2 separate regions of the Mus musculus genome follow, and region 2 is linked to region 1. A link is a contact called in public HiChIP or PLAC-seq data. All regions are on one chromosome and are shown on one strand. Each heading gives the region's core, a stretch centred on a gene start, on an enhancer-like site or on the middle of the called end of the contact. The rest is flanking DNA. Distances are from core to core; before and after follow the strand shown.

Region 1 (5,233 bases), core at 1,445-3,944:
TTCTGAGTAGAGATTGGGGTAGTGGTAATAGGCCTGTGTGGGACCAGACTGTATAGAAGTATCAAGGGGGCTATAGTTCAGCAGAGGATCATTTACTGAGCATACCCAAGGCCCCAGGTTTAGCCAGTAGCACCATCAAAAAAAAAAAAGAAAAAAAAGACTCACAGTACTATAAACATACACATATACAAATGAACACAGAAAAACTACTGACACTGAGTTTCTATCGTGTAGTTAACATTGCCAGCCTATGACAATATACTGACTTATTATATTGTGCTACTGGCTAATTATATGGTACCATGGTTATATAAGATGCCACAACTGGAAGAAGACAGAAGAGCACATAGAACTCACAGTTTTGCAACTTTCTATGAGACTATAATTGCTTTGAAATAAAGGGTTTGGTTTGGTTTTTAAACTCAATCTAAATGATCCAACAAAGGAACAACTGATGACCCAGACTTTCTAGTCTGACTGGAATCTCCATTCATTTTTAAAAACTTTCTCACACTGATAGGAGCTGGTGTTGGCAAACAGGATATCACCATAATGAGCAAGGACTCTGCCACTGAGCTCCAAAGCAAAGGGTTTTAATTCTGATGGGTATTCTACCATGTTCAAATTAATGTAACTTAATAAGAAGGGAGGGAGAGAGGAAGAGAGGGAGGGAAGGGAGGGGAGGGGAGGGGGGGGAGGGGAGGGGAGGGGAGGGGAGGGAAGGGAAGGGAAGGGAAGGGAAGGGAAGGGAAGGGAAGGGAAGGGAAGGGAAGGGAAGGGAAGGGAAGGGAAGGGAAGGGAAGAGGGGATGGAGGGAAGGGATGGACAGGGGAGGGACAAGGGGAGGGAGGGAAGGAAGGATGTACAGACAGAAGGAAGGAGGGAAGGAAGGAAGGAAGGAAGGAAGGAAGGAAGGAAGGAAGGAAGGAAGGAAGTCTTGGTTCAGACTAAGCTCTATCAGGTTTATAAACAGGTACATTGTTTTTAGTTCTGTCTGGTACCTGTCGGTTTACAAACATGGGGAGACATTGAAAGTATTTTGGGAGCACTGGTTGGATTATATACAAACTGAGAAGTCACATATATCTTCTTTCTGAATGTAGCCTATCAGAATCAGACACACACACACACATTAAAACTGCGACCACGTTGACTGCTGAATGAATACTGCGCAAGTAAAATTTAACGCAACACTTCTTGTTTCCCGTTGCATTTTAAAATATTAACTTGGATTTATTATGCCATTGCATTCACATGGCGATGGTGCTGCTCGGAGAATTTAGGAAATAAGAAGTGAAATGGTAGATGCCACGTCCCATTTATTTGAAATTATTTCCTAGGATTAAACCTTTCGGGACTAGGAGCCTGATATTTTGGGGAGATGGTTGTTTATTTGGTACCACATTTGCAGAAGAAGTGCATTAAAAAAAGAAAGAAAGGTTGAATGATAGCATCAATTTAAAAGCCCAAGGTATCCAGCTGCGAGCAGAGCCTGGATCAGAAAAGGCTGTAATTGTGAGCATATTTCACATTGCACAAACTGGTCAATTCCTTTATCTTTAAGAGTGGCTGCAGCAAATGTCAACGCTCCAGTTTTATGTCTTTGCCACCACCAGCTCTTTCCTCTCACAGTGTGACTCACATCCATAGTCACTCCCTGGGTGATGAGAAAGCCTTTGTAGGACATCAATTCCCAGGACTCAATTTTCTCTATCAGATTGTTGCAAATAAATCTTATTTTATATCTCAGCTCATAACCTGCGGTGGAAATGCTTCACTGTGCCTCCGTGTTCTATTGCTGTGTTTAATGCCACGGCTGGGGACTTGATCATCAACTCTCCAAGAGACACCAGAGATGGGGAATGCGCCTGCCCTTCCCCCACCCTGGACCCCCTCCCCCCAGCATCGACCACACATAAAGGTAGTAAATCACCATCATGATTGTCTAGACATAGCCAATCAGCTGGCTTAATGACATAGGAAGTAGGTTGCTGGGGAGGAGAAATGGCTTTTTAACAAGACAATTCGCATCAAACAGCAATTTATCCTTCACAGAACATTTAATTTTTCTAGAAAGTTATCAGAAGCAAAAGTGTCATTCGGAAGCTGCTTGGCACCGCTTGTGCTTTCTGAGTCACTTCACCAGCTCGAGTGAAGCACACAGGTACATTCCTAAAGTAATCTTCAGAATATTAGCTGTCATCAACCGCCTTGGTGGTGGTTTTGGTAGTTGGGGGGGGGGGGGGCAGGTTGACACATTTTCTTGGAAATGACAGAAGTTCCAAAATACTGCTTCCTGCCTGACTCAAGTCTGGGACCTACTCCCCCCTCTCCCTCTGATAAGGAGCTGAAAGGACATGACTCTACCTACCTCCAGGTCTCACTCAGTCCTCTCAAATGCATGGCATCTGAGCATCCCCAACTCTGCTTGGGACTGCATTTACGTTCAGCTACCAAGGTGAAAGCTTCCCAGGGGCTTGTCCCTACTGTGGTTTCTGTAAGTGGTTCCTGCAGATATCTCTGGGGACCCGGAAGGGGTATTTTCCCCTATAAAAGGACACAAGGGACGCTGCAAGCCAGGTTCACAGCACCCAGGTCTAATCCTTGGTTTGTAGGAGCTCTGTAGGAGCTGACTATAGATCATAACTGAACAGAAAACAAAACCGAAACCACAGACGTATCTCTTAGTTCTTAAATGAAACTGCACTGCCTTTAGCAAGCTCTCTTTCGATTTGAACTATGCACAACCTAAACCCTCTGTCACAGAGATGTTGAGTCTCTCTTATGCTGAGGGATTTTTGGTATTTCCTCACTTTCTCTTCCTTCATCCTAGCTTACTCGTGTGCCGCTGGAGATCAAACCTTGTTCGTGTTTAACTAGTGCTATACCACAGAGCTACATCCCCAGTGCTTGGCTATTTTGAAAAAGCAGTTTGTTGTGTGTCTTAGGGTTTTGCTGCTGTGAACAGACACCATGACCAAGGCAACTCTTATAAGGACAACATTTGATTGGGGCTAGCTTACAGGTTCAGTCCAATATCATCAAGGCAGGAACATGGCCGCATCCAGGCAGGCGTGATGCAGGAGGACTTAAGGGTTCTACATCTTCATCTGAAGGCTGCTAGCAGAATACTGGCTTCCAGGCAGCTAGGATAAGGGTTTCAAAGCCCATGCCCACAGTGACACACCTACTCCAACAGAGCCACTCCTTCTAGTGCCACTCCCTGGGCCGAGCATATATAAACCATCACACTTTGTAACTCAGGCTGGTCTCAGCTCACGATCCTTCGGCCTCTGTTCCTGGAGTCCAGCAATTGCAGATGTTGCACTACCGTGTCCTGCTTAGCTTAGCAATTCCTGCTGACCCTTCATTCTCCACATACCCACTATGCCTCTGTGTGTTCCAGCTTCACAGATCTTTAAACCACTCTCGATTTAAACAGAACCCTAAAACCGGTACTTCACATGTATCTTTTGAATCAGAATTTTGTAGCTAAAGCCAGAAGTTCTGCTCAGCGTTCGAAAAGGTTCACAAGGATTAATTGCTCAGACTGGGGCTATAGTTTACTGCTCAAATGCCTGCATGACACATGAAAGGACCTGGGTTCCGCCCCCAGCTCTACAAAAATAAGTATATGAAGGACCAGGGGATCTGCTGATTGCACTATAAATAAACGTGCTCCCTGAAACGTCGGTTTCTTTTCTCTTTTTAAAAAGAGTTTGTATTTAGAAGCATGTGGTTGTAAACCAGCCAGTGGTGGTGGTGGGGAAGGGGTAGCCTCTACTGCTTCATTGGTGGTGGTGGTGGTGAAGGGGTAGCCTCTACTGCTTCTTTGGTGGTGGTGGTGGTGGTGGTGGTGGTAGTGGTGAGTGGGTAACCTTTACTGCTTCATTCATCTTGTATCCTATATGAGGCAGTCCCCACTTTGGCCTCAGAAGACCTTCGTCTAGCCAACATGGGAATCTCAGCTCCTCCTCAGGGCTAGGAAAGGAGGAACCACTTCCTCCAAAGTGGTTCTCTCTTCTAGAAGAATTTTCACAATGGCTGAAAAAAAAATTACACAGTACCACAAACTTCATTCCAAACTGTTACTAAAAATCTTTTACCTCAGAGAAAGAATGAGCTGCTGACTCCTTGTGGGAAAAACGACTCACCCTCTCACAAGGAAATTCCCTTCCCACTCCTTCTCACCCTACGCTAAGTACAGGACATATCGACTTCTCCGGCTCCTTAATTAAGTCTCTGTCAGACTGTTCTCTATCAGCTTAATAGCATCCACCCTGTCATCAACATAAGCAGCTATCTTATCTTCTCAGCAGGTAAAATGAGAAAATGGCTGCCCTCTCCCACAGCCCTGTGTCCTGTGCGCTTTCTGCTGGGGTCTAACACCGCATGCACACAGGTCCCTCACAGCCGAGCTCATGTCTCATTTTATCCCTCAGGTTTTAGGAAGATTCATGTGTAGGTACAGTGTTCTCCTTGACCCAATGATTTAAGCAGTAAAGAGATGGGGGGTGGGAGTCTCCTTTCATAGCCCAACCTCAGGAGAGACAGCAACGTGTGAGAAAACACCTGACAAGAATCAACTGGATGTTGATTGAAGAGTTGACTTTTCCTCACAGTCTGAGGGGGCACCATCCATTGTAGTGGGATGAGCAGCAGTGTGAGGTGGCTGCTCAAGTTGCTAAGCTCCAGGAGACGGAATGAACAGGAAGTGAGCTCGGGCTATAAGATCCAGGAGTCCACCTACTTCCTCCGTTACGGCTCAGTCCACAATGTCTCTAAACAGCAGCTACCAGCTGGGGACCAAGTGTTCAAGCACATGAGCATATGGGACACACTTCATAATCAAACCACAAGAGCAACACACCTCTTGTCTTTTCTAAATATGAGGAAGTTTTCTGTTTTGTTTTGTTAGGTGTGTGTGTGTGTGTGTGTGTGTGTGTGTGTTATTTTAATAGAAAACTTCCCCAGGAAGTGTATCTCTAGTGAATCTTCAAACAGTAATATTTTCTAAGATGTCAAATAGTCAAGCTCTTAAGATCTCAAACTTTCAAAGACTCAGATTTACCCAATGCTGCAAGCACCCCTCGCACACACCACGGAGGGGGGCGGGGAGAAGGGCTACATGAAATGAAGGAGCTTTTAAGAGACAGTAATTATTCTCACCTGTTGTAGTCCTTTCAAACCCCAGAAGCACAAAAGCTGGCCTCTCATTTTCTGATAGCTAATT
Region 2 (5,233 bases), core at 851-3,350, 37 kb before region 1:
TGACAGCCAGTCATGGGTTCCTGCCCTCAGAGCACACGATGAAAGGACAGGGTGGATGGAAGTGAAGGAGAAATAATGAGGTTTGTTTTTTCCGTCTTGTGTATGAGTGTTTTGTTTTTGTTTTGCTTTGAGATAAGGTTTTACTGTGTTGCCTAGACTGACTTCAAAACTCAGGCTCATCTTGCCTCTGCCTGCCAAATTCTAGGATACAGCAAGTACATAAAATAAAACATTATCGAAATCTAACTTTAACTTTGGAGTTTTCTTGAATGGGAGATTTAGACACAAGAACTATGGGTACCTGGCTACCCATAATGTTGGCACTTGCTGGACTCACAAGTTCATGGCTATTCTGAGTGACACCTCAAACCCTTAAGAAGAAATAAGCTTGGAAAGTCTAGAAACAAAAGTGGTCAGGGCCAGCAAGATGGCTCACTTGATAAGGGCACTTTCCACCACGCCTAACAATCTGGGTTGAACCTTTGGGTCCCATACAATGAAAGGAAAGAACAGACTGTCCTCTGAGTTCCTCAGGTGCACAATGACATAGATGTACTCATCCAACCAAATGAATAAATGTGATTTTTAAAACTGCAATTAAATCTGGGCATGGTAGTGTATACCTTCCGTCTCAGCTTTGGGATAGGAGATTACTACTGTAAGGTTGTGGCCAGCATGGACAAGAGAGGTGGCTCCATAGAACTCCCTGATCCCTATCACCAAACTCACGAAGTCACTGATGGGCTTGGGGAAGCAACCCTGACTTCAAAGTAAACATATTCCCTATCTGATAAGCTACCATATTAATATATATGCTCCTCAATTTATGATAGGGATACATCAAGATGAACCAACTATATGATGGAGAGCCGAAGAACAGGTAACTAGTACCACAGGGCAAGGTGGAGTATCTAGCAAACTGGAAGCAATGCTGACTGGCTAGGTGTTGAGGCTCGTGTTCACACCCAAGGTGAACAGATGTGTTCCCCTGTGTTCCCAGCACGGAGGAGGCAGAGACCAGCTCCTGATCCAAGGGAAACCTAGGCTGCGTAGTGAGACCCTATGTCCGAGAAAGCTGGATACCACACCGCAGGTTCAGAGTGTACTCTGTACTAAAGACATCACCGTCCCATCACAGTAAGGAGATCTCAGCAACTGGGAAGCTGAGACACGAGATCCACAAGTTCAAAGCCAGTGTGAGTTACATATCAAGGCTATTTCCACATAAGTAAAGAAATATAGTCGGCACCAGACACTCTTAGACCTACAAGATACCCAATGCTTTCCTGATAGTGACATGTATTTTTCTCCATTCTTCAAGTTGTCTTCTCCAAACGAGACTTAAACTTGCAATGCAATGACTAATCCGTTAATAACCTGGGGTTGGGGGGGGGGGGGCTGGAATAGGAATACAATCAAAGGGCCTGGGAAAACAAATTAGTAACTTACTAAAGTCATTGATGGGCTTGGAGAAGCAACCCTGACTTATCAAGAGTTTCTCTTTGAAATACTGTCGGGTGCCTTCGCAAAGGGCAAGAGCTCTCAGCAAAATGCAATCTAGCCATTTGTATCTGACTTCTCTACTTTCAGTATAATCGCGTCCATTCTCTCCTCCCAGAGGCCAGAGCAAGGCAGCTCTCAATATCAGCACTGGCCGCGGGGAAGGCAACTACTTGTCAGGGGTCCTTAGAATCTGCCTGGAGTAGGCGAGAGCCCCTGTGAGTGTTTGGTCATGGGGCACGAGCGATCTGGGGCGCAAACCCGGGTACATGGGCAGGGCCCGTGGACTGGAACTCAAGGACTTGCACCTTGGTCGCACGGCGAGGACACTTCCGGTACATACCGCCGAGCTCGCCGGCGGTGACTTTGGCCACTTCCAGGTTTCTGGAGACGATCGCCAGACGGTAACCCTTCTGGGCCATTAGCTGGGCTACCGCCCTGCCGATCCCCCGGGAGCCTCCAAAAACCGCACAGACTTTGTCCATCTTGGACCGCGGACCAGCAAGATGGATCCCTGAGACTCAGAACTTGTAATAAAAGACACAGCTACTGACAAAACCAGTATGCTCTCCTTTCAACAGACAACCCAGGCCACAAAACAAGGCGCGAGGATTAGACGTCAGTGCACACGGACTCTTCGAGGGTTGCATTGCATTCTGGGACTTGTAGTCCTTACTCTCTTGCACTTGTGAGCATTTTAGTAACTGCTGCTGGATGCCTATTCCCAAGCCTGGTTAGTTCTATGAGGGTAAATGTCCTGTCAAAGAGCACAAGCCGTGTGTGGTGGCTCAGGCCTGTTCACTCATCACTGTTCAAGGCCAGCCTGGTCTAGAGAGTGAGATCTTGTCTCAAAGACAGCAACAAAGAAAGAACACTGTGTAGAGGGATTCAATAAATGCTTGTACTCCTCTTTTTGAGGAAAAGACCTGCTATGTTACCCAGGCTGGCCTCAGATTCTCTATGATTCTCCTCCCTCAGCCTCCACAGAGCTGCTGGCATCTACAGGTATGGGCCTCCACGCTCTTCGACTGATCAGAATAGAGTAAAGATTAAAGAGCAAGCTTAGGTCATTATTGGCAATATTGGGTTCCTATACTCCTAAATAAGATATCCTGAGTGCTTTTTTTTTTTTTTTTAAGAAAAAGTTAGCTGGGCATGGTGGTGCATGCTTTTAATCCCACACTAAGGAGGCAGAGGCAGGTAAATCTCTTGAGTTGAAGACCAGATTGGTCTAGAGTTCCAGGACAGCCAGGGCTGCACAGAGAACTCTGTCTCAACCATGCCTCCCAAATAAACAGATAATAAATAAATAAATAAATAAATAAATAAATAAATAAATAAATGGCATGATTTGTTAGCATTCTAGTGTAAAGAGAACATTTCTTGACAGAATATTAGTGTACTAAATAAAAAAGTAGACCATAGTCCCTATTGGAGGTAGGGAGAATTCTGGAGCAACAGGACTAACTCACATAAAACTCTAATGGGCTAAATTGTTTATTAAAGTACAAAGTTGTATTAACACCAGAAATCAAAAGGCCAGTGAGGACTGAAGGCACAGCAAGCTGGCAAAGCCGGGTCTGAGTATTGATTTCTAAATTGGGGAGGGGTGGGGACCTACCAGAAAAGTTGCACATTAATTTTAAAGTTTTTCTTTTTCTTTTTTTTTTACCTTAAAGAGAATACTATATAGTTTATTAAGCAAAACATGAATGACCAGATTTATGTTGCTACAAATCCCATGTTCCAATGTTTTATGAAGTTTTTCATTGTAATAAAACAAAGCCATACATATTTTTAACCCATCAAGTCTAGCTAGTGGTGTGAGTGTGTGTGTGTGTGTGTGTGTGTGTGTGTTCCACTGGGTATTGGAGACAATCTTCAAATATGTTGGTTGTCAGAGAAGAAAGGTAAATACCAACTCAACTAAACACCCCTAGATCTACAATGACAATCTGCCCTGAATGTGACATGCCCATGCAATAGTTGTTGGTTACATAAACAATGTTTATGCAAAAACCATGACTGGATTTAAGGCCCACCCCATGAAGCTAAGCCTGTCAATACTTGGTGACCAAAAACCTGAGACTAAATAGGCCTAGGGGAAGTACCTACGACAAATATCACTGTCCTGATGAAGTAATGTAGCAATAAAAAAGACTCCAAATGACATTCTGCTATTTCCCTTGGTCAATGTCATACTCAGCCCTCACCGGAGAAGCTTCCTCTTCCAGTATACGGGAACTAACAGAGAGCCACACCTGGACAGTGTGCAGAGAGTTAGAGGTTGGGATACTCACTATATGTTCTAAATGGGATATCTTCATTAAACCCGTCTGCTCAGGGTTCAGGGATCTATAACAAAGATGTGGAAATAGTGTAAGAGCCAGAGGGGAAGAAAGACACTAAGGAGAAAGTGTCTTCTAGACGCCAGGATTGATGTAGATATCAACTCAGAAACTGTAGTAGCATGCACAGAGCCTACACAGGTCCAAGCCAAATGGGTCCAAGCAAGAGGGAGAAGTGGACATGGATTTCCAGCCTTAACCCAGAAGCTGCCTCCTATTAATAACTGCTTGCAAAGGAAAATTAGTTTGCTCCAGCAGACTTTCATTGAATATACAAACTACACTAAAGGGTAAGGCCAAGGCCAGCAGTAAACTGCTGACACCAAAGAAACTCACTGGTATGTTTGGAATTTTTTTTTGTCTCATCTTGCCCCATTTGAACAATTTTTTTAAACCTTACTACTCTTTTGCTTGTATATTGCGGTTTCTAATTTGGGGTTTCTAAATTTCCTTGTATGTTTCTCTATGTTTCTTGTGGGGTTTTTTTGTTTGTTTGTTTTTTGTCTGTTTGTTTTTCTTTTTTTTATAGAACATGATTTTAATATTTTCAACTCTTAATATTCAACAAACAGAATAATTATTTTAAGATATATTTCATTGTTATGTCTCCATTTTATGATTTTATTAATTTGGATATTGTCTCCCTGCCCTCTGGTTAGTCTGGCTAAGGCTTTATCTTGTTGATTTTCTCATAAAGAGCCAGTTCCTGGTTTTGTTGATTCTTTGGATAGTTTTTTTTTGTTTGTTTGTTTGTTTCTATTTGGTTGATTTCAGCCCTGAGTTTGATTGTTTCCTGTCATCTACTCCTCTTGAGTATATTTGCTTCTCTTTGTTCTAGAACTTTCAGGTATGCTGTCAAGCTGCTAGTGTATGCTCTCTCCAGTTTCTTTTTGGAGGTACGTAGAGCTATGAGTTTTCCCTTTAGTATGGCTTCCACTGTGTCCCATAAGTTTTGGTATAATGTGTCTTCATTTTCATTAAATTCTGAAAAACCTTTAATTTTTTCTTTATTTCTTCCTTAACCAAGTTATCATTGAGTAGAGTGTTGTTCAGCTTCCATGTGTATGTGTGCTTTTAGTTGTTTTTCTTGGTATTTAAAATGAGCCTTAGCCCTTAGTGATCAGATAGAGTGCATGGGATGATTTCAATCTTCTTGTATCTGTTGGGGACTGTTTTGTGACCAATTATATGGTCAATTTTGGAGAAGCTACCATGAGGTGCTGAGAAGAAGGTATATTCTTTGGCTTTAAGATGAAATGTTCTATAAATATCTGTTAAATCTATTTGGTTCATAACTTCTGTTAGTTTCACTGTGTCTCTGTTTACTTTCTGTTTCCATGTCCATTGCTGAGAGTGGGGTGTTGAAGTCTCCCACTATTATTGTA

What was found. HiChIP or PLAC-seq counts read pairs in DNA pulled down with a chosen protein or histone mark.
Region 2: a BATF HiChIP or PLAC-seq map of CD8 T cells shows a contact between it and region 1, with 16 read pairs. The contact joins the promoter of Cbr4 here to the enhancer-like site in region 1. A contact is called at or near these places in 1 of 39 promoter capture datasets (pre-B cells), 10 of 484 Hi-C or Micro-C datasets (CD4 T cells, CD8 T cells, the N1E-115 cell line and 5 more), 9 of 115 datasets of contacts at active chromatin or transcription factors (the 230-238 cell line, CD8 T cells, the SCID.adh cell line and 5 more) and 2 of 9 other capture datasets (adipose tissue and liver).

Annotation. Positions count from the first base shown.
Region 1 is chr8:61,448,557-61,453,789 of GRCm38.p6, reverse strand. It overlaps a transcript of Sh3rf1 not described here. Among named protein-coding and RNA genes, the nearest start is that of 5730405A17Rik, 23 kb to the right of the region's middle. Within about 2 kb of position 2,694, at least 109 of the 459 cell types and tissues checked have an H3K27ac peak or open chromatin away from gene starts, as enhancers often do. A contact at or near this core is called in the 230-238 cell line, CD8 T cells, the SCID.adh cell line and 10 more, where this site is marked.
Region 2 is chr8:61,484,601-61,489,833 of GRCm38.p6, reverse strand. It overlaps Cbr4 (carbonyl reductase 4), which reads right to left and starts at 2,100. Exons shown (of 5, transcript NM_145595.2): 1 at 1,844-2,100. The coding sequence starts at 1,985.